Regions from separate parts of the Mus musculus genome. Here region 1 is linked to region 2. The links are chromatin contacts, called in public HiChIP or PLAC-seq maps. All regions are on one chromosome and are shown on one strand. The core of a region is the stretch at or near the end of the contact, and the rest is flanking DNA. Distances in the headings are between cores, read along the strand shown. Region 1 overlaps Gm32663 (a long non-coding RNA gene). Region 2 has its middle 18 kb from the start of Nup107.

The links. HiChIP or PLAC-seq counts read pairs in DNA pulled down with a chosen protein or histone mark.
Region 1: a contact with region 2 is called in an H3K27ac HiChIP or PLAC-seq map of embryonic stem cells, with 2.9 times the contacts expected there. The contact joins two enhancer-like sites. A contact is called at or near these places in 4 of 484 Hi-C or Micro-C datasets (the G1E-ER4 cell line, bone marrow-derived macrophages, embryonic stem cells and 1 more), 6 of 115 datasets of contacts at active chromatin or transcription factors (effector CD8 T cells, embryonic stem cells and microglia) and 4 of 9 other capture datasets (adipose tissue, embryonic stem cells, liver and 1 more).

Annotation. Positions count from the first base shown.
Region 1 is chr10:118,043,711-118,046,453 of GRCm38.p6, reverse strand. All of the region lies in intron 1 of Gm32663 (a long non-coding RNA gene), which reads right to left. Among named protein-coding and RNA genes, the nearest start is that of Gm32663, 32 kb to the right of the region's middle. Within about 2 kb of position 1,448, at least 22 of the 459 cell types and tissues checked have an H3K27ac peak or open chromatin away from gene starts, as enhancers often do. A contact at or near this core is called in embryonic stem cells, where this site is marked.
Region 2 is chr10:117,809,508-117,812,388 of GRCm38.p6, reverse strand. No RefSeq gene overlaps it. Among named protein-coding and RNA genes, the nearest start is that of Nup107, 18 kb to the right of the region's middle. Within about 2 kb of position 1,593, at least 28 of the 459 cell types and tissues checked have an H3K27ac peak or open chromatin away from gene starts, as enhancers often do. A contact at or near this core is called in embryonic stem cells, where this site is marked.

The DNA of each region.
Region 1 (2,743 bases), core at 199-2,698, 230 kb before region 2:
AAAGCTCTATGGGAGTTGTAGTTTTGAAAGAGATCCCCACAGTGAATCCCCAATCTAAAAGTAACACAGCAGCCATTGCCTAGCGTGCACATAGGGAGAGTGTAAGGCAGTGGAGCCTAGACACCATACCACTCCTCTACCCTGGGCAAACCCCCTACACACACACATACACACACACACACACACACACACACACACACACACACACACACAAGACCATAGTTGATAGGGAAAGTCTACAGCATCCAGGGCTAAACCAAGACAGACACCAATGTGTTGATAAGGGTAAATGGAGGAAAACACACAGCTCAAACATTTTGGCCTAGGATGCTTATAAGATACAAACAACCGTGGAATGGAAATATTTGAAAGAAATTATACTGACCAGGTTCAGCATAATTTTTTCCTTTATATCACTCCCCCAAACTATCTGCATAACAACAATTTACAGTGTGCTCCCTATTATACTTAATTAGGGGACGATTTAAACTATACATGAGAATGTGCAGGCACTATACGGAAACATCGGTTTATATAAGAGTTTTGAGCATGCATAGGTTTGGAAGATCATAAGGAGTCCTGGGACTATTCCTTACAAATGCCGAAGGCAGCTTCATTCTCCAAGATCTTAGTTCAAAGGTCACATACAAGAAACATCCAATAAATATTTGCTGTGTTAGCAGGTGGGGTGGTCCACACCTTTAATCCCAGCATGCTTAAGGCAGAGGCACGCAGAGGCAGGCAGAGGCAGAGGCAGACAGAGGCAGGGGCAGGCAGAGGCACGCAGAGGCAGACAGAGGCAGAGGCAGGCAGAGGCAGGCAGGGGCAGGCAGAGGCAAGCAGGGGCAGGCAGGGGCAGGCAGAGGCAGTCAGAGGCAGGCAGGGGCAGACAGAGGCAGGCAGAGCTCTGTGAGTTCCAGGACAGCCTCTGGTCTTTAGAGCAAGTTCCAAGACAGAGCTACACAGAGAAGCACTGTCCACATAAATAAATAAACAAACAGACAAATAAATAAAAATATGCTGTATTGAGCTCCTCTGTGGAAGATCCCCAAGCTGAACCTAACAAGCTCTCACTGTTTCAGAAAGTCCCCCACCAGGCCCCCAGCCATTCCCCTCCTAGTTAAAGAAGACATTCAGTCACTCAGCCATCTTTCACACAATGTATTCTTTTTGGAAGCCTGGGGCTTGCATTATTTCTAACTATGAAAACATACCCGGGGTCATATAATACAACCACTTCAATCACCCTGCAATGTTTCAGCTTGCTTGGAAGGTGGCTTCTGATTTCCAAATAACAATTTGCCTTTAAATAGAATAGATTAGTTTTTAAACCGGGCATCTAAAGTGTTCGGCATTTGCATGTAAAAGTGTCATTAGGTTGAAGTGAGAGTGATGCTCAGTGCTTCACAAAGGAAGTGATTGAAAAACCTTCTCTGTGGGCTGTAAAGAAAAAAGACTGAGGTGTACTGAGACTCTCAGCCCCCCTCCCTGTCCCAGCCAGAGGCAAATGGATACATTGTTATATAAAACCTGGAGGCTCCCTTTGGCTGGAAGATCTTAATTGAGCTATGTAAATTTACCAGTCCCACCTGTCTTGTGACTAAGCTAAATTGGTTTGCATCTAAACCTCATTATCCACACATAGGAACTTCAGTATGGCTTGGCAATATAGACATCTGTTGGACTGCATTTTCTTGTCAGTAAGACTAGAAAGCTGAATTGATTAATATCTATAGTTACCAAGCACTCTAACTCCATAAATCTTTTGGGACTCTATAATGGATCAGATATACTTCCTATGATACTGACTGAAAATATCCTAAATATATATTATATGTAAATGCATATAAATACATATAACATATGTAAATAAATATCATATATATGATATTTACATATATGATATGTACATACCCTAAATCTGAGCGAAAGATAATTTGTTATCTAAAGAACATGTTTAGCTTTATTCAATACCTTTAGATTCCCAACAAAAATATTACAGCGGGGGGGGGGGGTTGCAGGGGGGGTTGCAGGGGGGGGGAACTACCAGACATACTGAAATTTTCAGTGGATTCAATTCCTAGTTCTGCCAACTACAAACTGTATGAAGTTGGTCAATTTACCTACCCTTAGCACAATAGGCAGAATGTCTCTGATGCCAGACCTTACCAGTCGAAGGCTGCCCAGTGTGTGGTGGTGTTTGAAAGTGGGGGTCTCTGGAAGGTGACAAGTTCCTGAGAACGAACAAACAAACCAAAACAACCATGATCCCTAGAAGGCCTGTGTCACCAGAAGTGTCACAGTCTCTGGCTTTATTACTGGAATAAGTGAGCTCTCTTTAGTCTCTGTGTAGCCAAGTGAGATCAAGTTCCAGGGTGGCACCCATTTCGGTGAGTCCTGTATTCAATTTGGCCTGCAGTGTGGCTGGGGTGAGCGAGGCCTCTCTGTTACCCGCCCGGCTAGAATGGAACAGAGTGGCAAGCAATTCCCCCAAAGGAAAATAAATATTCCTGTCGCTGCCAAAAGATACTGAACAGATAGAGGACTGCCAAAAATCACAACAAAATTTTCCACTAAACACCCCGTGCTTTTTGTATTTTGGCATCGAGGAAAGGTTTGAGAGATGAAAGTATGTGCGGAAAGCTTTAAACGCACTGCGCGTGCCTGCAGTTTCAGTTCTCGGCAGGTAGACGCAGGACAGGCCTGGGACTAAGGAGGCGTGGGCTTCGATCCCAGCAGCTCT
Region 2 (2,881 bases), core at 344-2,843:
TGACCCAGGGTACTTGACTAGCCTGTATAGAGATAGAAGTACTGGGAAATGGGCATGCCCTTTATAGTTAATATTCCTACTGCCTAAAAAATAAGGGTTACCAGTTTGTCTCTCTTAAACTGTTAGTGTGCCTATAATTTTAAAATCAGTTGTAGCTTTATAGTACATCGTACCTGACAAACGCGTGCATGAGCGGTAGGTATGGCGAGTGGAACGTGCTCCTTTCACTGGAGAAGGAAAAATGCACAAGTGTGTTGGGGATGGGGACTGGTGCCAAGGCTGACAGTTGCTGAAGCTCCATACAAGTCCGTCTTTATTGTTATTACTGTTTTGATGGTGGTGGATTTTTGTTGTTTTAGGTTTTTTTGTTTGGTTGGGAATTTTTGTTGGTTGGTTGGTTGGGTTTTTTTCATTTGTTTTTCAAGACAGGGTTTCTCTGTGTAGCCCTGGCTGTCCTGGAACTCACTCTATAGACCACTCAGAACTCAGAAATCCACCTGCCTCTGCCTCCCAAGTGCTGGGATTAAAGGCGTGTGCCACCACCGCTTGGCTTAGCTTTGGTTTTGAGACAAGGTCTTGTTGAGTCCAGGCTGATTTCAGACCTGCTGTGTAGTCAAAGACGACCTTGACCTCTTCCTGGCCGCATTTGCTGAGTGGTGACTGGTGAGGCTACAGGCAAACCCCACCACGCCCGGCCGACCGTAGTTTACATTCTGCAAAAGTAGACACAAAATGACTGTTCTAACTGGATCTGTTTTCTGACTCCAGGGGGGTTTTATGTATCCTATATGTTTTAAGCCTGTTTCCCTTACAACCTTGTAAGTTGCTGATCTTAGGAACTAGAGGTTATATCTAGAACCTTGTAAGTTGCTGATCTTAGGAACTAGAGGTTATATCTAGAATTTGAGATACCTACCTCATTGCCACCGTTCTCTCCAGCGCCTGCTGTATTCCAGGCACTATTCACAGTGCTGAAGATGAAGCAGGTGTTCTGCCTGTGTGGAGATGCGCAGCCAGCAAAGCTCTGCCGGCCGTATGTTGAACCTGCACAGAGCCTTCCATCTTGATGGTGTGGTTAGTTTAGCAAAACCTGCTATCAAGTTTGACAAGTTCAAAGGCTTTTTCTCCTTTGCTGTCAGCCTTCTCATCTGTTGGAGAAGAGTGGGCAGAACTGTTACTATTTGGCTTGATGGCTGGTTAGACCTAGGTTAGCCTCATCTCTGCTGGACCTAAGCTAGCCTCGTCTCCCTCACTGTTGTTGGGAAGTGTGGTAACGCCCATCTATAGCCTTTAGCTCTTCAGCATTTGACTTTTCTAGAAACAACACCCTTACCTTAGAGGATTTCTGTGTGAGTAATGTACCAACCCAAGTTAAAAGGTCACCGCAGTTTTTAAATAAGGCAGAGAACAAAAAGTCTTTCGAGTTTTGTCTTCTGCCTGTTGCCCATTCAGATTTCTGTTTATGGTGTGGTAGTCTGCGTCCCTTATGAGGAATGATTTCAGAACAAGAAACTATCACTGTCAACCCTGCAATGTGCTCCAGGGCTGGGGAAGAAGTGATAAGGCAAAGAAGTCACGTCTTCCGAAGACTTAATGAGTCCCTCCACAGTGGGAGAGGCGAAGGCAGTGAATTCCAGGCATGCTGAGGAACTGCTGAGCTAGACTTAACCCCTTAAGTGATTTGGGCGTATTGCTCGGGTAAAAGGAAAAACCCAAAAACCGTAAGAGTGACTAGAGAACTAGTTAGCCGTTAACCAGTTGGTAAGAGTGACTAGAGAATTGGTTAGCAGTTAACCAGTTGGTCCTCAACCCTGCTGACGCTGCGGCCCTTTACCACGGTTCCTCATGGTATAGGGACTCCGCCCAAGAACAAAGTCATTTTCCTTACTACTTACGATTTTGTTACTGTCGACGATTCAATTCGTAATGTAAATATTTTTGGAGGTAGAGGTTTGTCAGACGGGGTCGAGACCCACAGGTTGAGAACCACTAGAACAACTTAGATGCCAAGGCTTGGGGGAAAAAATGTCTGAGGTTGGTGAGGAACAAAGGGATTGGGCACCGATGAAGATAATCTAGAGAAGCTGACAAGAAGTTGTTGTTGGGATACATTTAAGGAGAAAAAAAAAACACCTTGGGGAAGGGTGGGTTTATGTTGAGTGATGGCTGTCTTCTTCCCCAGAGAGCCACGTTTGACCAGTTGCCCTTACTAATAGGTATGGGTGACATTTGCTTCCATAAGAACTGAGCATGAAAGCCTGGTAGAAGCAGACTTGGGATGGACAGGGTTGGATTAAAGATTGGAGGCAGAGGGTGGTCATCATCTCCCACCATACGCCCCTCACTGTTTCTGCTCTCATTCACACCTCCTGATGGGGACTGACAGCTGATCCAAGGCACCAGGCCTCTGTGGATCTCTACCGAGTGCCCCAGAGCTGCTGATAGCTGGGCCACGGCTACGGGTACAGGCCACCACCAGGTGTGACATGGCTTCCCAATGTCACATGGCTTCCCAATAAAGGCCACACTTTTTTCCCCCTCATTTTTCTTAAACAATACTTTAGTACTTGGCCAGAAATGTTTTAAAGATAAATTAACTGTTTTTGTAATGAGCTGTAGCTCTATTTATCTAATTCTCTGGGGAAGCATTTGTGTCCTAAACAGAGTGTTCTAACAGATGTGGTGGTTTAAGCTATAGAGGTTCCTGCTCACATCCCCAAATCAAAACAGGACTGCACACTTGCTAGAGACGCCAGAAGCAAGCCCGTTCTTTGGCATTTAAAGATACTTGTGATGGTATTCAGAGCCCATCTGGATAACCCAGTGTTATTTGCCAAACCTTTAATTGCATCTGCAGGTGCCCCCTTTTTTTTCAGTTGAT